Regions from separate parts of the Mus musculus genome. Here all the other regions are linked to region 1. Evidence: chromatin contacts called from public HiChIP or PLAC-seq data. All regions are on one chromosome and are shown on one strand. The core of a region is the stretch at or near the end of the contact, and the rest is flanking DNA. Distances in the headings are between cores, read along the strand shown.

The links. HiChIP or PLAC-seq counts read pairs in DNA pulled down with a chosen protein or histone mark.
Region 2: an HNF4G HiChIP or PLAC-seq map of pancreatic cancer cells shows a contact between it and region 1. The contact joins the promoter of Rhou here to the enhancer-like site in region 1. A contact is called at or near these places in 3 of 39 promoter capture datasets (cranial neural crest, hippocampal neurons and stem cell-derived epiblast-like cells), 1 of 484 Hi-C or Micro-C datasets (cortical neurons), 2 of 115 datasets of contacts at active chromatin or transcription factors (embryonic forebrain and pancreatic cancer cells) and 1 of 9 other capture datasets (embryonic stem cells).
Region 3: a contact with region 1 is called in a FOXA1 HiChIP or PLAC-seq map of pancreatic cancer cells. The contact joins two enhancer-like sites. A contact is called at or near these places in 1 of 39 promoter capture datasets (cranial neural crest), 2 of 484 Hi-C or Micro-C datasets (both in the G1E-ER4 cell line), 2 of 115 datasets of contacts at active chromatin or transcription factors (kidney and pancreatic cancer cells) and 1 of 9 other capture datasets (embryonic stem cells).

What each region holds. Positions count from the first base shown.
Region 1 is chr8:124,339,124-124,342,077 of GRCm38.p6, reverse strand. Galnt2 (polypeptide N-acetylgalactosaminyltransferase 2) reads right to left here. Exons shown (of 16, transcript NM_139272.2): 15 at 1,140-1,259. Among named protein-coding and RNA genes, the nearest start is that of Pgbd5, 93 kb to the left of the region's middle. Within about 2 kb of position 1,402, at least 36 of the 459 cell types and tissues checked have an H3K27ac peak or open chromatin away from gene starts, as enhancers often do. A contact at or near this core is called in pancreatic cancer cells, where this site is marked.
Region 2 is chr8:123,652,546-123,655,499 of GRCm38.p6, reverse strand. It overlaps Rhou (ras homolog family member U), which reads right to left and starts at 1,571. Exons shown (of 3, transcript NM_133955.4): 1 at 1,284-1,571; 2 at 1-8. The coding sequence starts at 1,554. Gm35874 (a long non-coding RNA gene) reads left to right here and starts at 2,764. Exons shown (of 3, transcript XR_388157.3): 1 at 2,764-2,954.
Region 3 is chr8:123,766,830-123,769,783 of GRCm38.p6, reverse strand. No RefSeq gene overlaps it. Among named protein-coding and RNA genes, the nearest start is that of 4732419C18Rik, 14 kb to the right of the region's middle. Within about 2 kb of position 1,488, at least 27 of the 459 cell types and tissues checked have an H3K27ac peak or open chromatin away from gene starts, as enhancers often do. A contact at or near this core is called in pancreatic cancer cells, where this site is marked.

The sequences.
Region 1 (2,954 bases), core at 153-2,652:
TGACTTACAGTCGCAAAGCCTGGCTGTATTTTAGGTGGGTCCAGGGTACAGTGGCCTTCCCTGGTTCAACATTTACAATCTTATTCTATAGGGTCTGACTCAAGTTATAAACTGCACTAACCGATGTTTAGAGAGTGAACACAGGGTGGACTGGGAGCAGGGACATGGCACTCAGGTATGGGAATAGATTTAGGGATGGACTGGGGAGACAGGACCCTTTGCAAGCATTTCTCCATCACCTAGGATCTAAACAGGAACTGGACGCTGACTGTGGCCCCATACCACCTGCTAGGTGGTGGTAGGCGGGGAACCTGGGCCTCTGCTTCCGTTTGTGCAATCAGGTGGATGAAAGGATGCTGAGCCGTGCTCTGGTGGCCCTCGTGCCTCAGTTTCCCCCACATTTGTCTTCTGGGGAGGGACCGTGGGGAGACTGGCTACACTCCCCTGTAGCAAGTTAGAAGGGACGGTTAGTGCCTGCACTGTGATTGTCACTGCAGGGCTTAGGAAGGTGCTTTGTCCAAGACCCCCAGAGAATATGCCAGACAGAACTGGCTTCCAAGGCTTGCAATAAGCTCTGGTCCACGGAAGAAGCAATATACAGAGAGGCTCAACTGTTACCAGGGTTAGGATTCTGATCTCACTGTAAGCTCGGAGTGAGACAAGTGGTACCCCCCAGTGCTCAGCCACACAGCCCAGGGCACCGCAGGGGAGTGGCCACTCCCTTTATGAAGGAGACTGACAGGGAGCTGAGGAGGCTGCGGTGGCCCCAAACCTCAGGAAAACATACTACCTAACTGCCAGCTATGGAGACGATCCAGAGTCAAAGCCCAAAGTCCACTTTCGGTAGAATATGGGTTACTCTGCAGCTAAGTCTTTGTGCCCACCCATGCCCATCTTGTTAACCATTCAGATTAGAATTTCTGTAAAGTTAAGCAGGAGAACAAGCAACTTATGAATGGTTTGCTTAAGAAATGACGTAATTTCACATCAAGCGCTCTGTGGCATGAGGAAGGAAAGGAGGCTGGGACCGTGTGACATGAGACCTCCAGCGGGGATGAACTGGACCATGGGTGTGAGGTGGCTAAGCACGTGGCCCCCATCACTGCTGACGCTATGAAAGCCTGGGACCTCGGACGCACCTGTCTGCTGTCGTTCTCCCGGCAGCCCTGCAGCCTGATGAGTGACCCAGGCGAACGGTCCACCACAGTAAGGCACAGGTCCATGTGCTTCACCGACTTCTCCTTTGTCAAGGCCCATTCCTGGGAGAGACCACGAGTCAGAGGTACACCCCAAGTCAAGCTGCAGTCACGTGGGAAACTTGACTCAGGCCCCAGGGGTAACTCAGAGCCAGCAGGATGCTCCCGGCTGAGGGACAAAGCTACGCCTGGCTGCTAAGGTGTAACCTTGGTAACCGCTATGTTTTGGTGGGCACGTGTGGGCCCCAGCTGGTAGGTCTGTTCTGGGAGGCTGGGGAAGTGCACACTCCTGCCACCTCAGCTGGAGGCCACTCTGGCTGGCAAGTCCAGTTATGCTGGACTGACTGTACTCTCAATCCAGGAGCCAAAGTAAATGCACCCTCAAGTTATTTCTGTAACCTGATCCTTAGAGGAACAGCCACCCACACAGGGCCTTCAGGATCCAGGAGTGGAGGCCTCAGTGAGCCCAGCATCCCACAGGGACACTGAGCTGCCCAGGCCCTGGGGGCTTCTTGTCTCTTCTCTGGCTCCACTGACCTGTGTCCCTCAGAAGGGAAAACGGAAGACGCATGAATGTATTCTGTAAGGGCTACAAAGACTGCCACAAGGCCAGAGGTGGTGAGCCAGGGAAGCCTTGCTATCTATAAGCAGGTGGTCTGCTGACACTGAAACTTCAGGGCTGCCACTGGGACATGAGGGCTCCTGACTCTGAGAAGTGGGGGGAGGGTGGGGGGGGGAGTGAGGGAGAGGGGGATGGGGGTAGAAGCACAGATAGTCAGAGAGGTTGGAGAAAGAGGATGCAGTGAGCCTGGAGGCAGGATGGCCTGATGGATCTTTCTTTCTGTCTCTATCCCTGCCGTGGAATGAGTTCCTCTGTGCCACTGGAAGTTCTTCACAGAAGGTGACTGCACTGTGAGTCACTGGGGCAGGCCCTTCTGAAGTCAGCCTCACCTTCTGTCCACTTCCAGACTGTGGACACAAGGTGGCTGGCTTCCTCATCCTCCCATGCCGTGATGTACTGCGTGGGATGTGAGTAGAAGGACCCTTCTCTCTTAGGCTGTTCTGTCTCCACAGTGAAGGGTGGTGGGTAGCTTATCTACAGTCTGTCTGCTCTACCCAGTGTGCTTCCTTCCAGATGTGCCAGGGCGTGGAGATGCAACTCCATGTCCCCGGTCTGCTGCTGTAGATGTGGAAGTCCAGAACCCCTCCCAACCACACCTATGTGTGGGCAACAGCTGGAGACACACCTACTTGTGGTCAGGAGAGTCACAAGGACCTCTGAGCACCGAGGGTCTAGACTGTCTTATTTGACAAATGTGGCTGGCCAGGAAGGTCACATGTGGATATTGTGGACTTCATTATTTTAAGATGGATAGTAAATACACTGAACTCCAAAAACCTGACTTGGCTACACATGAAGCAGAGCTGGCCACCTTGTGCTGGACCTTCAGCAACCTGAATTTGTAAAATATCTAAGAAATGCTTTTATAAGCTGCCATCCTTTAAAAAGTGTGGCCATCATTCTTTCATTTCCTACTTGCTGCTGAGGCACAGCTAGAAACCAGGTAACAGCGCCCATCTATGCTGCCTGCCCTGTGCCAGAGTCAGGAAGGGTGAACCCTATCCTTGCGGCACCTGACTCAGTCATGGTGGGGACTCCTGCTAGTGTCACCTTTGCCTCTGGGTCCCCTCCAAGCACTGGAGTGTCAGCCACCAGCCACACGTGGCAGCTTGGATTTAAATTCGATAGTTAAATAA
Region 2 (2,954 bases), core at 322-2,821, 690 kb after region 1:
CACCACGGCTTGGGAGAAAGAAAAAAAAAAAAGAGCAAGATGATTATCAGGACATCTTTTACCCTCTCAGCAGATTGGCAGTTCCTGCTCTGGGTTCTCTTAGTGAACTAAGGACTTGGCTACGCCCAGAAACCCATGGAAGTGTACAAATGTTCCAAGGTGGGGGGCTCCCTCCACCACAGAGCATGAAGCAGCAAAGCCCTGACCTCCAGAAGGTGCCCCGGAAGGCTTGTTTTCCTTTCAAGCCTGGAAGATTAATTTTCCTGTCACCCTTGTTTCAAAGAGCCTAGAAACAACACAAGGTGGGAAACCAACTCTGCACTTTTAAATCAGTGGACAACCTCATAGATAATCCTGTTTTCTCTTGGGAAAAAAAAATCTCCCTGCTTCAGGGTTTATCATAAAACTCCAGCAGTTTTGAGAACTTGTGCAAACACAGGCGGCCTATCACCCGTGCGTGTGTGGAAATGGGCACTTCTCTCTGTCAGTTCAAAAAGAGGATTAAGAAAAGCTGGCAGAGAGAAGCCACACAGATTTTCCCCCAGGGTCCAGAGATAGGGTGAGAGCAAGGACCCCCCATCCAGTAAAGACTCGGAGGTTTCAGCTTATATTAGGCAATTTGTCTCCTTCTGATAGCATTTCTGGTTGTTTATAAATGTTTATGCTAGTGAGCGGTGGAGGGGGCACCATGCACTTCTGTTTTATCCATAGGGTCTCTGAAATTAGAGACTGGCCACGGAGACTGGAAGTCGGAGGTAAATTTTTTAGGAGGAAGATTTTTCACACTAGCTTAATGTGATTTTTTTTTTGTAACTTTTTCTTAAATTCCTGAAAGACTTTTTAAAAAATCAAGAGAAATGATTGCTTTACTTTTGTTATCTTTGTGTGATCCACGAACCCACCCACCCTTGAGAACTTGCTGTAACTAAACGCCAAGCTGGAGGGACTGGGCCAACCGTCAGAAACCGAGACAGCGCAGGCGGGGCGCAGGCCAGGCAGGCGCTGGGCTCAGAAGAAAGGAACGTTCTCGCAAGCCCCAGCCCTCCTTGGTGCGCCTGGCCGGCTCACACACGGGAGCAATCCGGGTTGCTCCAGGCGAAGATCCGCTGGAAGTGAGCCGCCCCGGAGGGCGCAGGTGGGAAGGCCACCTGAGCTGCAGCTCGCTCCGGAATCCCGGAGCCAGACCGGTCGGACACCCCGCTGCCACCTCGCCGAGCCGCTGCCCCGAGACCCGCGCCGCCCCGCGCCTCCCAGCCCGAGGCCGCGCCCCGCCCGGCGCTCACCCGAGAAGTTGTCGAAGGCCGTAGGGATGTACTCGGTGGGGTAGCCGTTAGTGGTGTAGCTGACCACCAGGCTGGTCTTGCCCACCGCGCCGTCGCCGACCAGCACGCACTTGACGCCGCGTCCCTCGGCGCCGCCCGCGCGCCCCCGACCCCCGGACACCCCGGGCCCGCGCGCCCCGCGCCCCCCGCGCTCTCGGCGAGGCGGTACCGGCGGCGCCGCCGGCGGCTCGCAGCGGGCGGGCAGCGCCGGCCGGCCTTGCTGCGGGGCCATCGCGGGGCGGCGGCCGCGAGACCAGCTGCCACCGGCGGACAAAGGCGGCGCACGGTCCGCACTCGGCTGGGCGTCTGTGCCCGCGCGGCCGCGATGTGGCCGAGCCTGCTCCGCCAGGCTTCCCTGCGACACCGGCGGGCGGGGAAAGAGGCGGGTCCGGCGGCTCCTTCTTCTATCCGAGACCACAGCGCCCCCGTCTGCGCGCCGCGCTGGTGAACTACGCCGGCGCCTCGAAACGGTGCGGCTGGACTAGCTGGCTCCACCACGCCAACCCACGCGGACCCCGAGCTACCCCTGGCCCCTGCTGTGGGCTTCTCATCCCCCCACCCCCCTTTCCCGGCTCCTTCCCAAGCTTCCTTTCCTCCTCTTGCTCTCCAGTTCCTCCTGCCCTGCCCCCTCCTCCCCATCCTTCTGTTCCCCCTTCCCTCCCGGCTCTTTCTCTTCCCTCTCCTCCTTCTCCCTCCTTAGGTCGCCCCCTATTCTCTTTCTACTCCACAACCTCCTTTCCGCGGTCTCCCTCTCACCATGATCACCCTGCTTCTTCCACTCTTCCTGTTCCTCCAGCTGCCCTTGCTCCTCCACACAAGTGTCTTGGTTTGGAGGGGGAGAGTGCTGTGGGGCCTGCCTGCTTTTGCAGTCCCTCAGGAGAGATTATTGTCTTGATAGCCAGTCCTGATGAGTAGGACTTAAGTTTGATTGCAGACAAATGTATGATTTTTCTGTTAAAAATCATTGATTCTCATTTGGATGCAGGATACCACCCTTTGTTAGCGCTCCCTCTCTTTGGCATGCTGTGACCTTGTGTGTATTCATGGTCCAGCAAATTTCCTTACAGTCTTTAGTTAAGTGCAATTTTGGCTGCCGTAGTATTATCTGAAAAGCTAATTGTCTGTTCATTTTGTGCTGCCCTTTCTCTGCCTGGTCACTAATGCTTCTGATTTGCTTCTGGTGTAAGAAGAGCTGTGTGCTGTTAATATTAATATTATTTTGCTGGTGGTAAAGACAAGAGCTAGGGGCCGAGAGAAAGGGAGAGTGGTTAAGAGCACCGGCTGCTCTTCCAGAGGTCCTGAGTTCAATTCCCAGCAACCACATGGTGACTCACGACCATCTGTAATGGGATCTGGTGCCCTCTTGTGGTGTGTCTTAAGACAGCCAGTGTATTCATATAAATAAAATAAATAAATCTTAAAAAAAAAAAGACAAGAGCTAGTTAAATACTGAGCCTTTGTTATGTCCCAGATGTTGTTGTAACCATTCTGTCAAAACGAATTCCTTTAATATTAGCATTACTTATACCCATTTTACAGCCAGGACAACCTGAAGTACAGAGATGCTAAGTGACAGGTTTGAGTTCCATAAAGGAAATGACAGCGTCCTACCTGGGATCCTATATGCAACCA
Region 3 (2,954 bases), core at 239-2,738, 570 kb after region 1:
GCTCTGAGCCCCCATAAGAACAAACACTCTCGTGTGACCCTTATGACCTGGGGTTTTACCATATATAAAGATTTATTTATTTTATGCATGTGAATATAATGTTGCTCTCTTCAGACACACCGGAAGAGGGCATCCCATTACAGATGGTTGTGAGCCATTGTGTGGTTGCTGGGAATGGAACTCAGGACCTCTGGAAGAGCAGTCATTGCTCTTAACCGCTGAGCCATCTCTCCAGCCCAGATATTTACCAGACTACCTTTAATCCTACTCAGTGTATCTCACAAACCTCCCCACAGTTTTGTTTAAGTTCCTTGGCAGCCTTTTGAGAAGCAACTTCAGCAGCCACCCAAATCCTTTATGTGGCTCTTGTAAGGACAGTTAAGTTCAGCTCTCTCTTGGGAAGTCCGGGACTCAGGCTTGGGTAAGTGTGATCTTTTCTCCGAATGTCTCTGTCTATACCCCACCCCTGCTCCACACCTGCCCCAGCTTAAATCTAAGATTAAACTCTAACTCTGCTTCATACTGACTGGCTCTGAAATTCTTTTCTGCAGTGGAGTTGGGAACCCCAGCTCCTCTGTGGTCTCTGAGCAGCGTTTCCTAGGCTGCCATGCAGGTGGCAGTGTGGAGCTGACTCCGCTTGACAGTTTTTAATGCACTTGGATATTAGCCCTTTATCAGGTATGTGGTTAGCAATCTTTCCACAGGCTGTTCTTTGGCCACTGACAATTTCACAGCTTTTGAGTTTGTCTATTTTTGCTTTTGTTGTTTGTGTACTTGGCAATCCGTGCCAAATTCAAAGGCAGCCCACCGGCAGGCACTTACAGCTACCCTGCTTTACTGAGCTTGCTGCCACCTGGCAGAAAGGCCACTGTTACTCATGGTGACAAGTCACTTGGTGAGGATTCCTTGCCCCGCTACTGCTCAGTTGTGGGTTCAGGGATTTCTGTGGTGTGTCATCAAAGGAGAGAGCCACATGGTCCTCCTGTCTGAAGACACCGCTGTTTGGCTTCCTTCCGGGTCTAGGGCAGATGCTCACAGAGTTTGGGAGTAGACACAAAAGGCATAAAGATCGAGGATAGTGGAAGGGGGGTGTAGCCTCCCACGGCTGAGGCGACCAACGCCCATCCACCCAGCACCCACTTTTAGAACAGCATAGCACAGGCCGTGTGTGGAGCAATCTGTCTGTTCTCCTTTTATGTAGTTTACTGTCTCGTTAGAAAGATTTCAAAATTAGAATCAACATTTGGGAAGAAACGAGATCTCTTCACACACAGTGAATCTAAGCGGCACCAAAACTGCAGAGCTGAGTCCTTCAAAGGTGACCTGGGCTCCAGCACCTTCCGTATGTCATACCTCGGCACCTTCCGTACAGTCCAGAGCTGCCCATGCTGGCTTCCTTCAGCCTCCCTGCTCATCAGGACTGCCCAGTCCACACTCTCCCCATACCTACCCCATGCTTCCCTCCTATGCATGCTCTTACCTGTCAAAGGAACACCAGTGACTAAACGCTCCTCTCAAGCTGCCTCCTGGGTTCTCCCTACCCCACCGTCCTCCCAGGGAAACAAGCATTTCAACGGCACCATGGGCCTTCACTATCCTTGCTGGGGAGCCACGCCGTGTCTGTCTTCTCTCTTAACATAGAAACGAGAAACAGTGGCCCAGCATCAAACCTTCTATATTTCCCTTGGGCCAGAGGCCAGAAAGCCAAGGTCAAGGGAGGCACAGCTCCAGAGATCACCTCAACGGACAAGCTCTGTGTTCTACATCACTTGGGAAATGCTAGCAAGAAATGAATCATCAGGGGAACCGATGTAGGCCTTGGTGTGCACTTGGCCAGGAAAATCTTAGACCCTGATCTTTCTTGCTCAGTTTCGTTTTGCAGCTGAACTTCTCCTGCAGCCTTCTGCAGGGTTAAGTCAGTGCCTCATGCTGTTCTTGTTCACAGGAGCCTAGGGGTGAGCGGTTTCCCCGTGCAGAGAATTTGTCAGCAGGACTTCAAGCTCTGCAGACGCCACCATCTGATCCTGATAATCCGTCTTGGAGAGCTACAGACTCACCGTATCTGGGCTGCAGAGCTTGGTCCTGCCCTTCCAGTTGGCCTTTGATGCCTCAAGACGCAGATGCCACACCTAACACTGAACCCTGTGCTTTAGCCTGGGGGCCTGTTTTGGTTTTCTTCATGTTTTCTCTTTCGGGTACCTAGAGACAAGAAAAATACAGTAAATTTAATACTATCTGATCTGTGATTTAGCAGGCTCCTGGCGGTGCTGGGTAAGCATCACTCATCACTCGGGAATGCGTCCTGTGGTCCTGCTCATCCTTAGCAGGGCTCAGGGTTCACGCCGAGAAGGTCATGGGGGCTGAAGGTAAGGCTACAGCTGTAACATGTGTCCCTTGCTGGCCTCCAACTCCAGATGTTTGGCCAAGCCTTATAGAGCTGCATCTGGGAAGGTGTTTCTATAATATCGACATTTAAATTAGTAGAGTTTGGGTGGTGCAGACAACCCCTGAGTATATCCTAACTCAACACAATGCATATAATGAATATCACACACACACACACACACACACACACACACACAGAGAGAGAGAGAGAGAGAGGGGGGGGGGGAGAGAGAGACATAGAGAGAGAGGGAGCTTTGTGAATTTGGCTCAAATCCTAGTCCTATAGCCTCTGTGAGGTCCAGCCAGGCTAACCCCCAAATCATTGCCTGCTTCCCAGGTACCTGGAGGTCACACATCAGTCTCAGTATCTGGCATTTGGGCAACTCATAAATTTTAAATGGCTTCTGCCAGGAGCTGAGGGTAATTACGACAGTCCTAGGACAGACACAGGTGATCCTGTCCTTGGGTCACCCAGCCATTTCTACGTCTCTTCTTAAGTTGTGAAAACCTCAATGAATAAAGACAGTGAACCCCTCGGCAGCCCTGTACCCAGGACCGGGGCAGCTGTG